Regions from separate parts of the Zea mays genome. Here regions 1, 2 and 3 are each linked to region 4. The links are chromatin contacts, called in public Hi-C maps. All regions are on one chromosome and are shown on one strand. The core of a region is the stretch at or near the end of the contact, and the rest is flanking DNA. Distances in the headings are between cores, read along the strand shown. Region 1 has its middle 45 kb from the start of LOC100282091. Region 2 holds the start of LOC100277165. Region 3 holds the start of LOC100282091. Region 4 has its middle 41 kb from the start of LOC100281271.

Region 1 (2,700 bases), core at 66-2,565, 360 kb after region 4:
TGGGTTGGGTTTAATTTCTTTCTTATATTTTTGGATGGGTGTGGGATGAATATCAAAGTTATTAGATTTGTGTATGGGTGGGCGTGGGTTGGATTTTTTTGCCATTAGCAGGCCAGCCCCTAAATGTAAACACAATAATATATATGAGATATAAATTTAATAGTCTTATGTCTTCCGCGGATCAATGTAGAAAAATATGATTCTAGTTCGAGAAAAAGCATAAAGAATACTTAAAGAATAGAAGAATTAATTCAGTCTCCGAAAGGAGCCGTAGATATATCTATTATAAAATAATCACAAGTAAGATTGCACTTGATAATAACACTGATAATGATCCTCTAGATTGCTAGATTGAGACAATTAATAGTGTTGAGGTTGATGATGTTAATATGAATGCCACTACTATTAGCGCTAACTAGAATACTTGGCTTGATGGGCATGCTAGCGATTCTTTTTGGTCTGATATATTTGGCCTTAGATACCTGGATTTTCTTGATCCTAAATAAAATTATTTTTTGGCACAAAAGGAGACTAAACGAGAGAAATGTCCTACAGACAAACATTCTAAAAAGTTTTCTACGTTATCTATAATAAAATTCTATCAAATGGAAAAATATTATGATAGATATTGGCTTGCCTATTATAAGGAACTTGATAAAATCCTTTTGCATTGACCATAAATTTTATTCCTACGCAGTATATTGCAACTTTATGTTATTAAAGTTTTTTTTCTAGTGAGATAGGTCTCGTTCTAGAGTCTGGTACATGGACCGGCACGGTCCTGAAAATAGGATTTGGTTATTTAGAAACAGAGAGACTTGAGTCATATAATTATTTGTAACCCGGTAGACAAGGTTACGCTTATCACTTTATCAGCTTATGCAAGCACAGCACAGCCACGGCAAAGCTTTGACATGTGACCTTTCTTGTGCAGCCACGCGGGGACGCATGTGATTTGCTCTGGCCGCGGAAAGCTTTGCCCCCCTGGGTGGCTGGGTCCGATTCCGAGCAGCGATGTGCCGGCATAGCTTTTCCTCTCTCTCTCTCTCTCTCTCTCTCTCTCTCTCTCTCTCTCTCTCTCTCTCAATTCCCTCGCTCTCACAGTTTGCTCGCTCCCTCACGATTCACGATTCGCGTGGACCGGTCCAATCGATTGATGGATGATACTAGTGGGACGCACCGCGCACGGACGAATCCCGTGTAGCTTTCGGCTTTCCGATTGCCTTTTTCGCCGTTCCTGGCAGGGGACCCCACGGCCTGCTGATCATTCCGATCCCCACGACGGCGACGGCGAGACGTGCCAATGCCGGATAGGGGTGTGTGTGTGCGCCCCTGGCGGACAGGCAGGCAGGTGTCTGCCTCCGCGCGCGCGTGTTGACGACTGGACCAGTCAGTGGCCGCGCGTTGTCCAGAAGGAATTGAAAAAACGTTAGGTCCACATGGTGGACTCGTCCACCAGCTTATACCCACCCGGAAGGCCGGAACACACGAGTGAATGATGTTCGATTAATTAATTAACAATCTCGATTTGCTGTTCTTTTAGACGCGTTTGGTTGCGGGACAGCTAAAACAGAGACGTCTCTTGGTGTCCTTTCTCGTCCCTCCAATTTTAAGAGATAATTGAGAATAACACTGGGATAGTCCTGTCCTAACCTTTGAAACTTATTTGAGGGATCGTTTCATCCCATCCTGTCATTGCAATCAAACGCACCTTAATGACTATCTTGATGACTCATCTCGATTCAAATACAGGAACTGGACCTGATTAGCGGCTATGGTCAGAACTCGGATCAATCACGGTCATCATCGATTCAACTGTGCGCTGCGACATCAAGCAACTACTACCGGTAGGTGGTAGCTATTGACACGAACACGCGAGAGAATCCAAGTAAACAAGTGAAGGTAGGAATACGATTATATATATAGGATTGTATCCAAGAGGCAAGAGTCCAAACTTTGTCCGTGGAAAAAACTACAACCACGACTTTGATTTTTCTTGGCGAGACGGACCCGTGGCCGGGGCTGCAGATTTGCCTGGCGCCGGTGGCACCGCTCCCACTCTCGCAGTCGCACAGCAAACGCAGTGGCAGGTGGTCGTCGACGCCCCACCACGCACGTCGCACGGCACGGCGCGGATGCCATCATGCAGGGCAGGGCACCAGTCGCTGCGTACGTCGTGGGCTGCAGCAGGACGCAGCACTGTTGCTGCAAGTGGCAGGTGGTCACGCTCCTCCCCCCACGATACGCAACAAAGAGCAGCCGATTGATGCCCTTTCTTAGCTTTTCACTACAACTCAGACGTTATTAGCTTAATTAATGATATGGACACTTTACAAAGTTAATTAGCACGTACATCAGCAGTCGTCGACTCGTCGTTTGGTGCAGACACGCGCTCGCACAGCAGAGGAAAACAGTGGGACATCATAAATCAGTAGAGAAAAAACATATAAGCTACGTCCTTAGTACGAACTACAAAGAAAAGAAACTCTATAGACGTCTATCAGACCTGTCAGCGCGAAGAGCCAGTAGAAATAGTTATGTCCCACGGATGGCTAACTGAGAACCATCGGTACAAATTCTTTTTCAGAAAATATAAACCGGGTTGTAAAAATAGCAAAAATAATATATATTTTTTAATCACGGGAGGCCCCACCTGCTCTCATCTCTGCTAAAGTCACGACATTTCTCGCACAAAATTTG
Region 2 (2,700 bases), core at 33-2,532, 390 kb before region 4:
CTAGCTAGAAACGAATGGCTACTGGCCACTGCTCTCGGATCGGAAGGGAACGGCGCACTAGTGGCTTTCGGTTCCGAGAAAGGAGTCGTCGCGACCCGACGTGCCGCCGATGCGGCGTAAAATGACTCGCAGCGTGGCGTACAGTGGTTTGGCGTTTTGAGGTGCACAAATTTTAGCGGTGGGATGCGTCTCTGCGGCCTCATCATCTGCTGATCACAGACAAGTCAGCTGTGGCCTGTGGACTATACGTAGCCGCGTAGGGTACGTAGCTGCAGAGTCTCTCTCAGTTTTTTGTGTGTGGCTTTTGTTGAGGTGCATGGTGTGGCCAGTATTATTTTGCACTGCTTTTATTATCATCGTCCCGTCCGTCTCTTGGTCCGCGACGCGGTCATGCGGGAGACGAGCCGACTAGTGGAGCAGGAGCAGCTGCCTGCGACCACAAATGGACGAGTGTACCACACGCGAACGCCGCCCACGCGACGGAGGGACGAAGAAGCGGAACTCTGTCTGAGAGTATAATATTGTAGTATAGTGTTACGTTGGCGCGGCGCGGCGCGGAGGAAGTCGTCGGATGACTCGGATCGTCGAATCGAATCCTCTACGACACTACCACAGGCACCCACGCACGATGTATCTATCAATCGCTCAAGGTTTCCAAGGCCGAACGTGTCTGGACCAGCGCACATAGATTGGGAAACGATTTGTATATGAAAAAAAAAAGATTTGGATAGAGCGGCAGCAGCCAGCGGATTCATTCTAGAACCGTCCGCGCGTGGTCCCGTTGGCGTTTGCTCGCGACCGACGCGACGCGATCCGCACGCACCGGCAAGCCAGCTGCGCAACCCGCCAAGCTCCACAGCCCATCGTTTCCCGCCACCTCAAAGAAACCGCCCCCCTTTTTTTCTAATCAGAAGAGAACCGCCTGGGCGCTGGGCCGGCCGGAACGAGGGCACGGCCGTCGGCGTCGTCACTTTCATCCCTCCAGTTTTAGAGCTCTAAAAACTTCAAAATACTTTAGCTTATTTTAAAACTTCACCTAGCCAGAGCTTCTGGTCTAAAGTTTAGAGATCTGATAATGTTTTAAGAAAGAAAGCCCTAATCCGCTGGCGCCTTTGCTTAAAAAAAAAAAACCAGTGGGCTAGGCTAGTAGATGGGGCGGGGTGGGTCCACGAGGCCAGTGAGTGGGGTCAGGAGGAATCCTGGGCAGCGGTCCTGCCCGCGGGCAGTGCCGTGCCGTGCCACCCCCAGCATAAAAGCGAGGACTGCTCGGTCGCCGTGGTGCCGCAGTTTGCCGCTCTCGGCACTCGTTCGGCTTCCTCTCTTCTCTTTCCGGCCTATCAGCAGTCAGTTTCTCTCGTCTGGTAAGCTCCTTGGGACGCCTTCCTCCTATCCCTTTACTACTACAGTTCTTAACTCCTACCTAGGAGAAGAGAACTTCTCGTTCTAGATCCACTCAGCTTTTTATAAGAACTTTTTGTTCATTGGAGCCTGTGCTGCTTGTGGAGGTACAGTGCTGATGGCGTCCAACTACGTCGACACCGGGGCGGAGGAGGGCAGGTTCCACGGCCACCACAGCACGACGCCGACCAGCGCGGCGGCGTCGCCGAAGACGCTGCGGAGGAGCTCGTCGTCCGCCCACAGCCACGGCCACGGGCCCAAGTGCGTGTGCGCGCCGGCCACGCACGCAGGCTCCTTCAAGTGCCGCCTCCACCGCAGCAGCTCCCACGGCCACGGCCACGGCCACGGCAGCAACCCGGCGTCCCCTCCCTCCCCGGCCACCTTCGCCGCTGCGCCGCCGCCGGCCGCGGCCGCGTCCTCCTCCCGCACCGTCGCGGCGCAGTGACGGCGCCCCAAGAAACGCCGACCCAGCAGCAGTGAAGAGAGGAGAAGAGAAGAGAGAAACGGCAAAAGGGAAAAAGGAAAACACACTCTCTCTGTTATTATGCGACACGAGAAAGGGAGCTTATTTGTTCCTCCCTTCATCTTCACGTACGCCAACGGCAGAATTTCCCATTTCGTTTCACTTCCTCCTCCCCCCCTCGTCTTTTAACCTTTTTTGGCTGAGATATCCATCGATTCTCGCTGGAATGGTCTTCCCCTCCTTCGGTCAGAAGAAACCCTCCCTGGTTGTACTGTACTAGGCAATGCGCATCCTGCTAGATCGCCTCCGCTGAAATGGAAAGCGTATGTGTGATGGTGACATGAAGTTCACTTGTGTAATTATTACCATTTCAGTAAATCCATGCTTCTTGCAGGAGTTGTGATCTTGGTGGTGGGTCTGCTGATTACTCTTCCACCATTCCGTCGTGGAGGTCTTGAAATTGCGTCAATTATTCGCTATAAACAAGGATGACTGGCCAGGAAACAGTAACAGTGGACCGAGATCCAAAACAATTTTGGATGGTAAAACGTAGCAATCACACGACCTGCTTAGCACTGAAACGCTGGGATTCTTTGTTGAACGTAGCAATCTCACGACCTGCTTAGCACTGAAACGCTGGGATTCTTTGTTGGTTCGGTTCATCTCACCTACAAGTCTGGTCTGCTCTGTCAGTAGTAAAGTTCTGTCTGGCACGGATTGGTTATCCCGTGATTGTTTAGTGCTCATGTGATTGTTCTGCAGTGGTCTGACGGAGCCTGCATGGGTCCATGAGTCCATCCCGTCCTCACGTGTAAATGTCTCAGAGCTCCCCGGCCTCA
Region 3 (2,700 bases), core at 150-2,649, 310 kb after region 4:
GCCTGACGCCTGATAATTAAAGTCTTTCCAAGCTTGCCAGCCCAGCGGAGGTCGTTGATCGTACTTAACGTACCCAATGATCCGGGCCGGCATGCATCTGGAATCGAATCATTTGAAGAAAAAAAAAACCCCATATGCAACGTGCGGAGAAAATCACTTTGCATGGTTCGTGGTTCCTGACTTCCCGCGCGCCTTTCTCGCTGGGTGGCGTTGAAACCGCAGCCGCACGTCGTCCAGGCAGGGACTGCGACTGTTTGGGCCGCGTCGCATCGCATCGCCATGGTTCGTCGTTCGAGGGTGAAGTTTCACTGCGACTGCGAGATCGGATCTTTCTCGCGTGCGGTAAGCCCGTCTCCGACGGGGGAAGACTTTGACCGGCTGCCCCGCCGCAGCCGGAGATGCACATCGCTGCTTTTACTAGTGGCACGGACACGGACACGGACACGGATGCGCTAGTTTTAGCTTTCCCATCCGATCCAGAACAAAGCAGAGAAAAAAAGCCAGGACGACATGCACTAGCTAGCTAGACGACTTGAATCGGCCATGAAACATGGAAGTGGGGTGTGGCCCATCCATCAACATTTGTTGATCCATCCATCCAGCCCGGTCCACGTCCACCGCCGAACATCATATCGCACTCATCAGATTTCTCGACGTATTCTTAATTCTTATGTATGTAATTTATTTTGATCGGATTTCTCAACGTTTAATACAAAAGAGAGAGAGAGAGATAAATAAAAAGATAGAGAGAGAAAAAACAGGAGGAGGACAAAGAACGCGAGAAAATAAAATCTGATAGGGAAAAAAGATTAAAAAAATCAATAAATGGAAAAGCGAGAAAATTGAACGGATGTCAGCCCATGAATGTGACCAAGAGAAAGGTGAGAGAAATGGAGAAAAAAGGAAAATACCAAAGAACGGTAGATACGGAGAGATAAAAACAACCATTTACTACAGATCACATACACGCACGTGAAAGCGAAAGCAAAATGAATAACACATACTACAGTCCATCGAGTATGTACTACCTACCCATCATATTGGCAGCAGCAGCAGCAGACCACGGGGTAAAAAAAATCTGATCACTCCGTTGGTTCGCTGAAATAAACCGAGTGAATGTCCGCCCGTCTGGAATGGGGATTAGCTAGCAGCTTGCTATTGCTAGGCGAACCGCGAACGGCGTCCGCCCCACCCGGCCCGGCCAGGGCGGGTGGAAAGCGATCCGATTTTGTCCCGGCCTCGATCGCATCCGCGCGCCGTGCCCCCCCTACTACGTGTTTTTGTTGGCACCGGCTCACAGTCTTCGCTCTTCCGCCCCACCCGAGCCGGAGTCATGGCATGCCTTCCCTAACCGTGACAGTATATATATAACCACATCGGTTGCAAACCATCCATTCTCACTCCTCCCACTGGCGGTCGGTTCCCACGCCCGCCCAACGCCTTCGCGGTCGTCCTTGAGTTGCGCCTTGCGCCTTGCCATGGCCGTGCAGGGGCGGCACCTGTCGCACGACCTAGCAGCCCAGGCGGCGGGCGGCTACCTGTTCCTGGACGAGTACGCCGGGTGCGCGCCAGCCGCGGCCCCGGCCCCGGCCCGGATCGGGGACGCCACGACGGCGCTCAGCGACTTCCCGCGCGTCGAGGTTGCCTGGTGCAACTACGACGGCTTCCTGCCGAGGAAGCGGCCGCGCCTGGAGACGGCGGCGCCAGCAGCGGGCGGTGGTCTCTCAGAAGACCAGCGCGCGGGTTTGCCTCCGGCGGGCACGGAGCGCCTGCTGCCACTGCCTGTGGCTGTGGCACCGTTCGTCAACGCGCGGAGCCGCCGGGCGGTGGCGGCCTCCGGCACGGCGTCCACCAGTGGGAGGGTGGCAAGTGGCGCGACCGTGGCGGCCTCGCGGGGACTGCTGTCGTCGTGGACGCACCGCCACGGCGTGGAGATCGACGCGCTCGTTAGACTTGAGGTACGGGCGGCCATTGTTCGGTCGTGATCTTCATCTATCATCTGTCAATTGATGGTTAATAACTGGGAATCGACCGACTTCTTCCTTCTTCGTCATATGGGGACAACAACGCATGGTCCGACGGTGTCTGATCTGTGAGACATTATCTTGTGGTGCACAGGCAGAGAGGATGCGCGCGGCGCTGGAGGAGGCGCGGCGGCGGCACGCCCGCGCGCTGCTGGCCGCCGTGGGGCGCGCCGCGTCGGGGCGGCTGCGCGCGTCGGAGACGGACCTCGAGCGCGCGCTCCGGCGCGGCGCGGAGCTGGAGGAGAAGGCCCGGCAGGCGGGCGCCGAGTGCCAGGCGTGGATGGCCGTCGCCAGGAGGCACGAGGCCGCCGCCGCTGGCCTCCGCGCCACGCTGGACCAGCTCCTGCAGTCACCCTATGGCGCCGGCGGCGGCCGCGAGGAAGGCGGTGAGGCCGAGGACGCCGAGTCGTGTTGCTTCGAGGACGGCGGCGCGTCGTGCGCGTCCAGGTCCAAGCTGGCGTGCAGGTCGTGCGGCGCCGGCGAGGCGTCCGTGCTGCTGCTCCCGTGCCGGCACCTGTGCCTGTGCCGCGCGTGCGAGGCCGGCGTGGACGCCTGCCCCGTCTGCGCGGCCGCCAAGAACGGCTCGCTCCACGTCCTCGTCTCCTGATGGACTGAACATGTTCGTCGCCGACTGGTTACGCTACGTCACACGAGGCCATGGCAGGAGACGAGGCTT
Region 4 (2,700 bases), core at 97-2,596:
GACGAGACCTGCACGCTAGCTACGTACCGGCAACGACGACCGAACGACGAGCAGTGACATCAGTCGACTTCGGGCACCGGCGGCCTATTCGCCCATCCTCATCTACTACTATGTATACGTCGCGGCCAGCCGTGCAAAGAGGGTGGCGCCGGACCGGACGCGTGAGTGACGATCCACCCCGTCGGCGTCGTCTACCGGCCGACGAAGACGCGCGGAACGAATCCTGGCCGATCCAGTTGCCCGGCCCCGGCGGCGTGCCTCACCCTCCGCTTCTCTCGCGTCACGCTCGCTAGCTAGCTGCAGTGTCGCGACGTGGACTGCCAGCCTACCGGCGTACGTACGTACGTGACGGCTCTGCTTTCTATGGCCATACAGATTGAGATATATACAGTGCCGCGCGCGCGGGTGTTTATTTAAGAGTATGTCCAAGAGACTACTAATTTTTAACTCTATATTTGACTATATATTTAATTTTTTTATAAAGATTACACTCTATATGTATCATCTCACTCTAACAAACTATCTATCTAGTTTGGCTAGTCAGTTGGCTAGCCAAATTTGGCTAGTGAGAGAGTCAATTTGAAGAGTCATATAGCTTGGCGAGTTAAATAGCTAATCTGTTAGAGAGTTATTTTGCTATTAGAGAGTTAAATAGCTATCAGATAGTACGGCCACCTCTACGTACTCCTGCAGGTAGACTATAACGCTTTGGTAACCCCATTTTTTCTAAAGAATTTTCATTTTTATAAGGAAATTAGTTCATTTCCACTTGAAAAAATAGAAATTTATTTAAAAAAATTGGAGTTTTCAAACTATCACTTCATTATTTTTTTAACTTGTCACAGTCAGTTCGACGACGTACGTGCGCTTGCAGCCGCCGAGTAATAATAATAGCAGTGGTGCTGATCGAGCTGCCAAGGTTCCACTTCCACGTCGATGCGACGAACACGGACGAAACCGACAAGGGAGGAGCGCGGGATGGAGGCCACACACACGACGTACGGTTCCACGTCGTCCGACGGGGAATGGGATCGGAATCGGATGCTCTCGGACGTGTGAGGGGGAGAGACAGAGACCGAGGGAGCGAGCCTTTTTCCAGCGCCATGTGCGACGGGGACCGGCCGGCTCCGACATGCCGGGCGTGGCTTCCAACGCCGTGCAGCGACCCACGAACCAACAGCTTGGTGCGCGCGGTACGGAGGCGCTGTTCCTCGTCCGGTCTCGTTGGTTGGACTGGACGGAGCAGCTAGCTAGCCGTGCGGCCGTGCCCAAGCAAGCAAGCATAGCACATGGCGGATCACATGCGTGCGCGTTCGGTTAGCAGTTGCGGTGACAGGCACGGCACAGGCGCGCGCGCGGAGGGAGTCCGCGTCACGTCAAAGCTTTAGCTGAACTCGATGCTCTCCACGCCTCTACTGTGAGGTGGTCGTCGAGATCGGCGGTGGTGCCACGCTTGTTCTGCCTGCCTGGAACGCTGGACCTGGGTGGATGGGTCTGATAATTGGCGCGGGGCGCAGAAAGGGACCGGCGAACAAAGGCGTGATGGACACGGTCCATGAGGAAACGCACCGCGTGCGCGTGCCGTCGCTGTACTCGCCTTTGTCCGTGTCTCCTGGCCTGCACTGCACGTCCGGTCCACCTCGTCCGCGCGCGCAGGCGATCGATTGAAAAGTTTTTTTTTTTGCGCGGGTAGCAACAAGAGGTCTCCCTCAAGCGTGGATTACTACTTGCTCTCGTCTGTCCTGAGTGGAGTGCGTGGTGCTTGGTTTTTAGTTTGCAGATGCAAAGGAATTTTCGGGAGTTAGAAAAAAAAAACCCAATACACTCGTGACTACGAATGCTTGGTCATCGATGTTTTACGCTTCGGTATTTAATATATACCATCACTCGTTACTACGAATTTGGCATCACTACTAGTACTAAAACTGTTTTTTTAAAGACCGGTAGCGATTGATAGTCACCTACTTTAGTGTATCGGGTAGCTCGTCTAGTTCAAGCTTCTCATAGCTTGTTTGGTATACCTCGTTTTCTTCGAGTTGTTTTCCATGCGATTACATTAGTGTAGGTACGACACCACGTTATCTAGATCTTGAGATTCAAATTTTTGTGCTTATTGCTACGAAGGCAGAAGCAATCATTTAAATCTAAAATCTTCGCTCGATATCAGCAGGGGATCTTGGATACAGATTTAGGATGGAAAAATAGTGCTGAACTCAAACTAATAAATGTCGATACCTATTACCATAGAAAATGGGGCCACCTCTGTTTTTTTTTTTTTGGTTTGAACTAACCTCCGCTAGTGTTAGAAAAAAATCTTGGATGCTATCTGTCATCAAATGAGTGCACAGGCCTGTTTGGTGCCTTTTAGAACCAAAACTTATATTGTAACGCCTACTTATATTGTTGTTATGGATAATGATACGCTTTGGATTTTTATAACCATCACTACGTCAGTGGTTTATAGAACGTTTTGCGAAAAGGGCACAGATAAGTTATGTAGTACTAGTACGGTCGAATGAGCTCAGTCCGAACCGGTCTTTTGAAGAAGCTGTGTGCATATGCTGCGTGTGCCAATCATTTACGGCCAACCCTTTCCCATTTTCTTTTGGTTTCCTTTTTGCCAAGCAATATCCAGCCAGCTTTTGGTGAGCCCCGGTGGGTCCGCGGCAGGCCTCAGGGCTCCCCTTTGGCGCGGCACAA

Evidence for each region. Hi-C and Micro-C count contacts between places; a contact is called where the count stands out from the background.
Region 1: a contact with region 4 is called in a Hi-C map of bundle sheath, with 2.4 times the contacts expected there. The contact joins two enhancer-like sites. A contact is called at or near these places in 2 of 25 Hi-C or Micro-C datasets (bundle sheath and tassel).
Region 2: a Hi-C map of leaf mesophyll shows a contact between it and region 4, with 9 times the contacts expected there. The contact joins the promoter of LOC100277165 here to the enhancer-like site in region 4. A contact is called at or near these places in 3 of 25 Hi-C or Micro-C datasets (bundle sheath, endosperm and leaf mesophyll).
Region 3: a contact with region 4 is called in a Hi-C map of ear, with 5 times the contacts expected there. The contact joins the promoter of LOC100282091 here to the enhancer-like site in region 4. A contact is called at or near these places in 4 of 25 Hi-C or Micro-C datasets (ear, leaf and tassel) and 2 of 3 datasets of contacts at active chromatin or transcription factors (leaf and seedling).

Annotation. Positions count from the first base shown.
Region 1 is chr2:63,310,061-63,312,760 of Zm-B73-REFERENCE-NAM-5.0, forward strand. No RefSeq gene overlaps it. Among protein-coding and RNA genes, the nearest start is that of LOC100282091, 45 kb to the left of the region's middle. Within about 2 kb of position 1,316, at least 19 of the 20 cell types and tissues checked have an H3K27ac peak or open chromatin away from gene starts, as enhancers often do. A contact at or near this core is called in bundle sheath and tassel, where this site is marked.
Region 2 is chr2:62,557,472-62,560,171 of Zm-B73-REFERENCE-NAM-5.0, forward strand. It overlaps LOC100277165, which reads left to right and starts at 1,283. Exons shown (of 2, transcript NM_001327920.1): 1 at 1,283-1,361; 2 at 1,512-2,370. The coding sequence starts at 1,517. The coding sequence ends at 1,843.
Region 3 is chr2:63,265,509-63,268,208 of Zm-B73-REFERENCE-NAM-5.0, forward strand. LOC100282091 reads left to right here and starts at 1,400. Exons shown (of 2, transcript NM_001371822.1): 1 at 1,400-1,958; 2 at 2,119-2,700. The coding sequence starts at 1,479. The coding sequence ends at 2,631.
Region 4 is chr2:62,951,090-62,953,789 of Zm-B73-REFERENCE-NAM-5.0, forward strand. No RefSeq gene overlaps it. Among protein-coding and RNA genes, the nearest start is that of LOC100281271, 41 kb to the left of the region's middle. Within about 2 kb of position 1,347, at least 19 of the 20 cell types and tissues checked have an H3K27ac peak or open chromatin away from gene starts, as enhancers often do. A contact at or near this core is called in bundle sheath, ear, endosperm and 4 more, where this site is marked.